Regions from separate parts of the Mus musculus genome. Here all the other regions are linked to region 2. A link is a contact called in public Micro-C and promoter capture Hi-C data. All regions are on one chromosome and are shown on one strand. The core of a region is the stretch at or near the end of the contact, and the rest is flanking DNA. Distances in the headings are between cores, read along the strand shown. Region 1 holds the start of Barhl1 (BarH like homeobox 1). Region 2 holds the start of Gfi1b (growth factor independent 1B). Region 3 holds the start of Ttf1 (transcription termination factor, RNA polymerase I).

What was found. A called contact is a pair of places that touch in the nucleus more often than the background predicts. Capture Hi-C pulls out chosen DNA fragments and counts their contacts.
Region 1: a contact with region 2 is called in a Micro-C map of embryonic stem cells, with 1.7 times the contacts expected there. The contact joins the promoter of Barhl1 here to the promoter of Gfi1b in region 2. A contact is called at or near these places in 3 of 39 promoter capture datasets (embryonic stem cells, hippocampal neurons and stem cell-derived epiblast-like cells), 1 of 484 Hi-C or Micro-C datasets (embryonic stem cells), 2 of 115 datasets of contacts at active chromatin or transcription factors (embryonic forebrain and embryonic hindbrain) and 1 of 9 other capture datasets (adipose tissue).
Region 3: a contact with region 2 is called in a promoter capture Hi-C map of liver. The contact joins the promoter of Ttf1 here to the promoter of Gfi1b in region 2. A contact is called at or near these places in 11 of 39 promoter capture datasets (the HPC-7 cell line, cranial neural crest, embryonic stem cells and 7 more), 3 of 15 datasets of contacts at CTCF or cohesin (embryonic stem cells, large pre-B cells and pro-B cells), 17 of 484 Hi-C or Micro-C datasets (the Ba/F3 cell line, CD4 T cells, CD8 T cells and 8 more), 10 of 115 datasets of contacts at active chromatin or transcription factors (bone marrow-derived macrophages, embryonic basal ganglia, embryonic forebrain and 4 more) and 4 of 9 other capture datasets (embryonic stem cells, liver, macrophages and 1 more).

The regions. Positions count from the first base shown.
Region 1 is chr2:28,914,963-28,917,910 of GRCm38.p6, reverse strand. It overlaps Barhl1 (BarH like homeobox 1), which reads left to right and starts at 1,490. Exons shown (of 3, transcript NM_019446.4): 1 at 1,490-2,697. The coding sequence starts at 2,232.
Region 2 is chr2:28,620,418-28,623,379 of GRCm38.p6, reverse strand. Gfi1b (growth factor independent 1B) reads left to right here and starts at 1,398. Exons shown (of 7, transcript NM_008114.3): 1 at 1,398-1,531. It overlaps Gm52548 (a long non-coding RNA gene), which reads right to left. Exons shown (of 2, transcript XR_003954006.1): 1 at 2,468-2,962; 2 at 1,177-2,127.
Region 3 is chr2:29,058,779-29,061,648 of GRCm38.p6, reverse strand. Ttf1 (transcription termination factor, RNA polymerase I) reads right to left here and starts at 1,386. Exons shown (of 12, transcript NM_009442.2): 1 at 1,346-1,386.

The DNA of each region.
Region 1 (2,948 bases), core at 241-2,740, 290 kb before region 2:
TTTGCTCGCTTCGAGGGGCCACTCCCGGCCGAGATCGCGTTTGCGGGCTGCGGCGCTGAACGATTCTACGGCGGCCTTGGTCGCCGAGCCGGACGCGGGCCACGGATAGTTTCCCAGGGGCCAAGAACGAGGGTTAGGGGCGAGCCGAAGAGGAAAGTCTGGACTCCCCGCGAGCCGCGGGGCCCCTGCTGCCCAGATGCGCAACTCCGCTCTCTCGCAGACCAGGGCACCGTCCACCCTGGAGCTGAGCCCAGAGAATCCAGGCCCCTGACCCGTTGCAGCTACTTGGAGACCGGGGCCCCTGCACTAGCAGTGGCTGATCCCACAAAGGAGCGGAACTAGAGCGCGGTCCGGAGGGCGAAGAGGGAAAGTCCCAATCTTCATTTTTAGCACTGCCTTGAAAGAAGAGTCCAGGCTATCCACGGTCGGCCTTAGACATCCTCGTGCTAGCTCAGAACTTGCATTGTCCTGTCTAAAGGTACATCACACACACACACACACACACACACACACACACACACACACACACTTATCCAAAAAACACTAGCTTCTCAGGACATACGCCCTAGAGAGGCCACTGACTGGGGATGAAGAGGTCACTGCCTTGTTTCTTGTGCCGCCTCGCTCAGGCCACAGTCAAATCCGTGGGTCCCCTTAACGCTCCAGACTTGATCTTTCCCACGGTTCAGCTCTCGCCTCCGAATTAGGCCTCACTCTGGTCTCTTTTCCAAAAGACATCAGTCCTAACCTTCTGCAGGCCCAGTAGGCCCAGAGGCAAGGAGAGAATTGTGGTGTTCTACATGGCGTGTGTGTGTGTGTGTGTGTGTGTGTGTGTGTGTGTGAGAGAGAGAGAGAGAGAGAGAGAGAGAGAGAGAGAGAGAGAGTGAAGAGACCTAGAACCCAAGCAAAACACCCTGAAAATAAAATTTTAAATGCTTCTTGTACTAGGAAAAGGATTCCCTACACATCCACGTCTTTTCTCCACTGGGTTATGCTGCCATTTTGTGGGATGAGGAAGGGAAATTAGGAGGAAGAAAGGGGATGTAGATAGGATCCCGGTTCGGTCAAGTAGTTGGAATAATTGTGGACAAGCTCAGGAGAAGGCTTTCAAGGCCCAACATCCAAACTCCAGGCCACGCAGCCCAGCTGGCCCTCCTCCCACCGGTCGGTCCCTGCCCCCCTTGGCTAATCATCTTCATTAGAGGCGTCATCGCTGACCTAATGAAAGCAAACTGTGTGGAAATCGCCGGTAAATAGTTAGGTCTGTGCTGTAATTAATTCAGTGTCTCTTTTAATCAAACTGGAAAAGAATCGGGCCGCGGGTTGTAGAGACGTGACATCACCCCCAAAATCGGCCCGAACCAATCAGCGTCATCACTCCGGGGACACGTGGGTGAGTCCCCTTTAAAAAAAAAACACAACACAACGAAAAAAAAAAAGGAGAGAGAGAGAGAGAGAGAGAGAGAGAGAGAGAGAGAGAGAGAGAGAGAGAAACAACAACAACAACAAAAAAGCCAGTCCTAAAGTAAAAGTGACCCAAGTTCGATTTTTTTTTTTTTAAAGGAAGTGGGGGTGGCGGCGAAGGCGCGCGCGGAGGACAGGTGAGAGCTGCGGTGGGAGCCGCAGGGCGCTGTCCACGGTGCTGGCGGGGCCGAGCAGGAGCTCCGGGGCCAGGTGGGGCTGCTCGATCCCGGGGCCGCTGTCGCTGTCCGCGGTGCTGAGGCCTCCAGGTGCGCTCTGTTCTGCCTGCCCGTAACGCGGCCCCGGCCGGTTGCTATCGGCCGTGCTGACCCCTGCCCTGGGCTACCGTTTGCCTGGAGGAAGCGTGCGGTTTGGATTTTGTTTTTTCAAAAGACGATCTTTATTCAGATTCCATCAACCTCGTGTTTCTTCTGTGCCTAAGGGATCCTCGGGCCGTTCTTCTACCCTTTGGCTCTCCCCAACTTGGCGCGCCCTCCTCCCATTCCTCCTGACACTCCCACCACCACCCCCCCTCGGCTCGGCGGCTCGGCGCGGTGCTGCAGAAGACGCGTTGAGCCCTTTTGGATGTAATGCGCAGAGGAGGTTGGCCCAGAGCTCCCGGGCTCCCCCAAGGCTGAACTCCGTCCAAGGTGCCCACAGGCTCCCTGCCCGCCTTCCCCATGCCAGCCCGCAGCTAGGGGCAGGGGCAGCGGCGGCTGGGGTTGGGGGTGGGTGGGGAGCTTTTGGGGAGGACAGGTTGCAGCTTGGCTATGGAAGGCTCTAATGGCTTTGGGATTGACTCCATTCTCTCCCACCGAGCGGGCAGCCCCGCCCTTCCCAAGGGGGACCCCTTGCTTGGGGACTGCCGTTCACCCCTGGAGCTGAGTCCACGCTCAGAGAGCAGTAGCGACTGCTCTTCACCAGCCTCGCCCGGAAGAGACTGTCTGGAGACCAGTACCTCGCGGCCTGGTGCAGCATCTGGCCCAGGTTTGGACTCTCACCTGCAACCGGGGCAGCTTTCAGCCCCAGCCCAGTCGCGAACTGTCACCTCCTCCTTTCTGATCAGGGACATCCTTGCTGACTGCAAACCTCTCGCGGCCTGTGCACCCTACTCTAGCAGTGGGCAGCCTGCAGCCCCTGAGCCTGGGGGCCGCCTTGCGGCCAAGGCCGGGGAGGACTTTCGAGACAAGCTGGACAAAAGTGTCAGCAGCGCTTCATCAGACTCTGAGTACAAAGGTAAGAAACTAAGGGGAAAAGCGGGGTGGGTGGGTTCTAAAAAGTGACATGTAAAACTTGAGAGCACACACTTGGAGACAGGAACATAGTCATCTCCAGGATCTCTCAGGCCGGGGCCGAGAGTTGGTTTTCCTCTAGACCTCTCTACCAGCTCCAAAGGTTGAGGTCCTGGAGCAACAAAGAGTTCAGCGTGTGTGGCTCGGAGAAGCTGGGGAGGATACTGTGTGTGGAGGAGAGCAAGCCTCCCCAGG
Region 2 (2,962 bases), core at 149-2,648:
CACCCAAAGAATACTCAAGACGTTTTATAAAGAGAGAACAAGGCTGGGTGTGGTGGCGCACACCTTTAATCCCAGCACTTGGGAGGTAGAGGCAGGCGAATTTCTGAGTTCGAGGCCAGCCTGTTCTATAGAGGGAGTTCCAGGACAATCAAGGCTACACAGAGAAACCCTGTCTCGAAAGAGAGAGAGAGAGAGAGAGAGAGAGAGAGAGAACAAGGGCTGGGTGTAGCTGTCTCCTATCTGTGGCCACCAGTCTGGACCTGTGTCCCCTTGGGGAGTCTGTTGTGACCTCCGGCCGCTGCCACAGGGTTAGCCCCCTCAGCAGAAAGGCCTCAAACGAAACATCTCTTTTCTCTACACTTTGAACATTGGACTTGCAGTTTCAATCGGGGCTTCCTGTCCCGTGTTTGTTTTCTTTATGGGGGAAATGTAATCTCTCCAGTCCTGGCTGCAAGAGCATGCAAATCAGCTAACAGTGCTGTTTGGTGGAGTTCTCTCTGTATGCAAAACTTCCTGGAATAAATCAGTCATCCCCAAACGGGAGGAGGCCAAGGGGCAGAGCAGGGAAAAGAAAGTGGGGACCAGGGAATGGGGCTCTGCTCAAATGGGGTGAAATGCCCTGCGCTGGCCTGGGTACCCAGAGGGGCCCCCATTGACCTCTCTGTCTCTCATGCTGCCACTAGATGGCAGCACACGCCGGCCGTGGTACTTGGGTATTCAATCTGTACTTGAACTTTGCCAGGTACAGGTTCCAAGGCCCCCAAATTCACTACCTTGCTTTTTTTGTTGTTCTTCTACTCTGTCTATTTGTGGTTCTGCTGGTCTGTGGTTGTCTGGGGGAAACTCCATTTTTTTTTTTTTTTAAGAATGAGCTCAGTGGGAGACAGAATCCTGTTGGTTAAGAGTGATCTGTACTGGCCCAGGATCCAAGAGCTTTAAACACAGGGGCCCCTCTAATGCCTCAGCGAGAAAGTGTGTGATGGTGGAATCTAGGAGAGGAGAAGCAAGAGGAAGAAGGGAGAAAAAGAGGAGAGAGGAGGAGGAGAGGAAGGAGAGGGGGAAGAAAAGGAAGATGGATGGGGAAAGAAGAGAAAAGGGGAAGAGGGGGAAGGGAGGGAAAGAAGGAAGGGAAAGAAATAAAATCTAAAGCAAGGATGAGGGACTGTAAGTCAATGCTAGACTTTTACATTTTAATAAGTTAGCCACTCTCTTTCACCCAAATGCTACTGAAAGTTTCTGGAGAAATTTCCAGTGGGTTAGAAGCTTCTGTGAAGTTTTGATAAGCAAATGTGGCTGCACTTTCGCGCTCTGGTCATTGGCTGACGCTGCAGCCGCCAGATTTTGACACAAATAATCAGATTGAAAATCAGGGAGGGGAACAGAAGGGGGGCGGGAAACACAGAAACGAAAAGGAGAAGTGTCTGTCTGTGCAGAGACTCATAACGTTGACCGAGCCGAGAGCAGTCCCCAGGGACAGTGTGGAGGTTCGTGGCTCTCGGGCAGAACTCAGAAGAGGGACAGCTCCCTGACGGTGAGTGCTGCCAGACCCGTGCTGGCTGGGCTCCGCTGAAAAGTTCGTCCTGGGTGCCCAAGGCAGGGAGGGTGTCTGCTTCCCTTTAAGGTGAGAGGAAGAATACTGTGGTAGTCTCTCTTCTGGATGCAGTGCTCATCACCAGGGGAGAGAAGAAGGAAGGAACATGGACCAGTCCCGATACCCCAAGATAGCGCAAACACCGAGCTTTCCTCCTGCGAATTCTGTGAAACTTCATTGTAGGGGGCTAGGCTTCACCCAGATACACAAAGTCAATCCCCCCCTTCACACACACACACACACACACACACACACACACACACACACACACACACAGAGCACTTTTCTAGGGGCACCAGAGGAGCCCAAATTGGTGTCCCCCTGGGCTAGAGCTGCCCTGTGCCAGGATCTCAGAAGGGATTGGTAGCTCTGATGACCCTCTCAAAAGTTCCTGGAAGCACCGGGGAGGGGAGTCAGACACCCTTTCCTTGGGAATTTACTGAAGGGAAATGACAAGGTGAGGCAGACCACAGGATGATGGAGGGGAGGCACTGCCAAAGGCTCTTGGCTCCTTGAGCATCTGTAGCTCTTCTCACCTAGAGGAAAAGGTGAGTTTGAGTTGTGGTTTTCTTAGAAAACAGGGCTCATTGCAGAGATGCCCACGGATGGATGCTGTGGTCTGTGACTGGGTCCTGGGAAAGCCAGCATTTTTATGAGACTACTGTGGGGAAAGCCAAGTCACCCTAGCTGTGGAGTTGGACAGCCTGGGTACTGGCAGAGCTGTGCCTATCCACCTGTGCTCTTCCAAGTCTGCAAAGCCCTCCATCAGGAGAGGGGTAACATTTTGATTTGGGGGTCAACCTGTAGAAAGTCCCTCGGGGAGTTGGGTGGCTCTGGATGATTTAGGTCTGATGGAATCGCCCCAGTGGTGCTCACCATTCCCAGAACTTCAAAAAGGTGGGTGCAGGTCCCAGGTCTCCCTTCACCGGGGCACAGAGCCTGCTCGCAGGCAGAAATAGCAGGAGACTCCTCCGTCTGAAGGCGTTTGCATTGAATCCTTTCTGGTGTCAGTCCCAGCCGGCCGTGGGGAGTGTGGGGGCTGTTTGCCCAGTTTTGTTTCCATTGTGGTAAAACAAGTCCATAGAACTGACCTTTTTTTTTTTTTTTTTTTTTGCTTTTGAGTTACGTGGTGTTCTTCGGCATGGGCATGGGACGTACACTCTGGTCCCGACTCCTTCCTTCTCTCCTTTCTCACTACATAGTAAAAAAACAACAACAACAACAACAAAAAAAAAATCAACCAAACAACAAACAAATGAACAAACAAAAACTTAATTTCTGATCCTTCTGCCTCCACCCTCTGTCACTGTGTCCTGAGCTACATCCCCAGTCCTTTCTTCTTTTCTTTCATTATTTTTTTAATCTCTCCTT
Region 3 (2,870 bases), core at 137-2,636, 440 kb before region 2:
TCACGGCTGGAACCAGAACACTCTCCAGAACAAGTTCTGTTTCTCTAGACCCGAGTGTCCCCTAGGGTAGCTACTAGCCAGATGAAGTTATTGAACACTTGAAATGGCGTAGGACCAAACTGTAAAACGGAAATGGATATGCTAGCCATCCATCAGTCTCTTCCCTGAGCACCACTGCCAGAGCTCCCCTGGTTCCTGACCCTCCTAGGAGTCATCATTAGGAGTCGGGTCCCTATTTTCCTCCACATCCTTATTGTGATAACACATTTAGTTACTCTTTTATTGGGGGCTTTTGTTTGTCTTTTAAAGCTGTTGAGCTCTTTTTGGGCCCCAGAGAAATTTTTGCCAAGGGCTGAGGTCACTTCGGTAACAATTAATTACAACCACTTTTCCTGAACCTTGTTTGTAATTAAGAAAAAAAAAAAGGATTATATTTTGTGTGTATGAATGCACCTCCTGTCTGCTGGGTGCTCGTGGAGGTCCCTAGAACTTAAGTCATAAATGGGTGTAACCTACTATATAGAACTGGCTGCTGGGAACCAGGCCCAAGTCTTCTACACAAGCAACAAGTGCTCTTAGCCGCTGAACCATCTCTTCACACCCTTACCCAATCTTGAGGAACGAGAGGGATTTATGCATTAGAGCTTAATTATTTATCCTCACTAAATGCGCAGGAAAAAGGGTGTAAGTGGAGAAGCTAAAAGTTTAAACTCCGGTCCTATGTTTGTGCAAGTATTTTACTTGCTAAGCCATCTCCTCAACCTCAACTCTTTTGTCTGTTATTCTTCGTGTAAAATCAACATCCTTTCAGACCTCCAGGGCCTTCAGGTCCTCATAACAAGGTCTGGCCCTTGCAGTTCATTTCTTGACATCCTCTGTCTTGGGAAGTGTTCCGATTTCCTAACGGCCTCGCGATGCCGTTAAGCCCGATGACTAGCCTCGGTGCGAAAGCCACTTTATCAGGGTACAGTCACGGACTCCAAACTGGGTCCCACCGTCCCTTCCGCACAAACTTCCCAAACAGCCCGGCAGTTTCTCGAGAAGCGCTCAGCTTCAACTACGGAGCGGAAAAGCGCCTAACCCACTAACCCCACTTCCGGCCCCGCGCAACCTCCGCTCACCACCCTAGCTTCTGACTGACCCTGCTCTGTCCCGGGCCGGCGACCGGAGGAACAGACTAGAAGGAACCCGCGGGCCGCGGCCTGGCTCCCAGGCCCCCACTGCCCCCGGCGGCGAGGAACAGGCACAACCGCCTCAGGCCGCAGCCTCACTCGGAACGTGGCACCAGCGCAGCCGCCCGCCACACTTGGGGCGCAGAAACTCAAGGAAAGCTCATCCAACCTACCCAGCGACAATGTAGCGCTCGTCTTCCAACCCGGAAGTGTTGTTAGGCGGAAATACTGTACTGACTTCCGGCCAGCTGCGCATCCGGCTGCCATAGTAACATGGAGGCGCGCAAGGATTGGACGCATGCGTAGTTGTCTATCTATGGTCGTGACGCTACGTATAGGATAGAGAAAAAGAGTGCCCTTCTAATTAAGCAACCCAGGCAAATCCCAGCCCTCCAGAAGCACAGGCAGGTATATGTGAGCTTGAAGCAAGCCTGATCTACAAAGAGAATTTGAAGCCAGTCTATACAGTGAGACTCTCATAGTAGTAGTAGTAGTAATAATAATAATAATAATAATAATAAGCCAAAACTTAGCTTATAAGCAGCCAGGCAGTGGTGGCACATGCCTTTAATCCTAGTAGAGGCAAGGCAGATCTATGAGTTTGAGGCCTGGTCCAGGACAGTCAAGGCTACACAGAAAAACCCCATCTCGAAAAGAAAAAAAAAAGTGAAAAATGTAATTGAGCCATCAAATTAGAGCTAATATCTATACCACTGGAACGTTAAAACAGTTACATTTTTGTGTGGTGATCATAAAAGTTGAAAGCTTTTCTCTTGTTTATTTGAGACAGGGTCTCATGTAGCCTAGGGTGCCTTCAAACTCACCATGGACTTCTCATTCCTTTGCCTCTACTTTCAGTACTGAGATAACAGGCAGGTACCATCATACCAGGTTTTATGCTGTGCCAGGGACTGATGCATGCTGAACAAGCACTCTACCAACTGAGCCGTATAGCAGCCTAAAAGCTGTCTTCTTGACTCTTACAACAATCCTATGTTGTGGGTATCTGTATTAGGTAATACTGTCTCAGTCCCTTCTTTTTTTTTAAAGATTTATTTATTTATTATATGTAAGTAAGTACACTGTAGCTGTCTCCAGACACTCCAGAAGAGGGCGTCAGGTCATGTTACAGATGGTTGTGAGCCACCATGTGGTTGCTGGGATTTGAACTTCGGACCTTCGGAAGAGCAGTCGGGTGCTCTTACCCACTGAGCCATTTCACCAGCCCTCAGTCCCTTCTTGTAGTGGGAAAATTTGAGGCTTTTGGTAAGATGATCTATCTGGTCCAGGGTTCCAATCCATGCTTTCCCCTCTACTATTCTTCTTTTCTTCAAACTACTGTGGGTTCCTCTGTGTGAGCTACTAAGCACCTTTGATTAAAATGGGCTGGAGAGATGGTTTAGTGGTTAAGAGCACTTACTGCTTTTCCAGAGGACCCAGGTTCAGTTCCCAGCACCTATGAGGTGGCTTACAGCTGTCCATAAGTCCAGTTCCAGGGGATGGGCTCCAATGCCCTCCTCTGACCTCTCGGGCACTGGGTGTATACATATGGTAGACATGCATATCATGTGCAGGCAAAACACTTATATACATTAAAAAAGTAAATCTTGAGGAAAATACCTAAAAAAAAATAAAATTAAATAAAAAAAAAGTAAATCTTTAAAAAAATGCACAATTTGCCAGCTGTAGTAACAAATG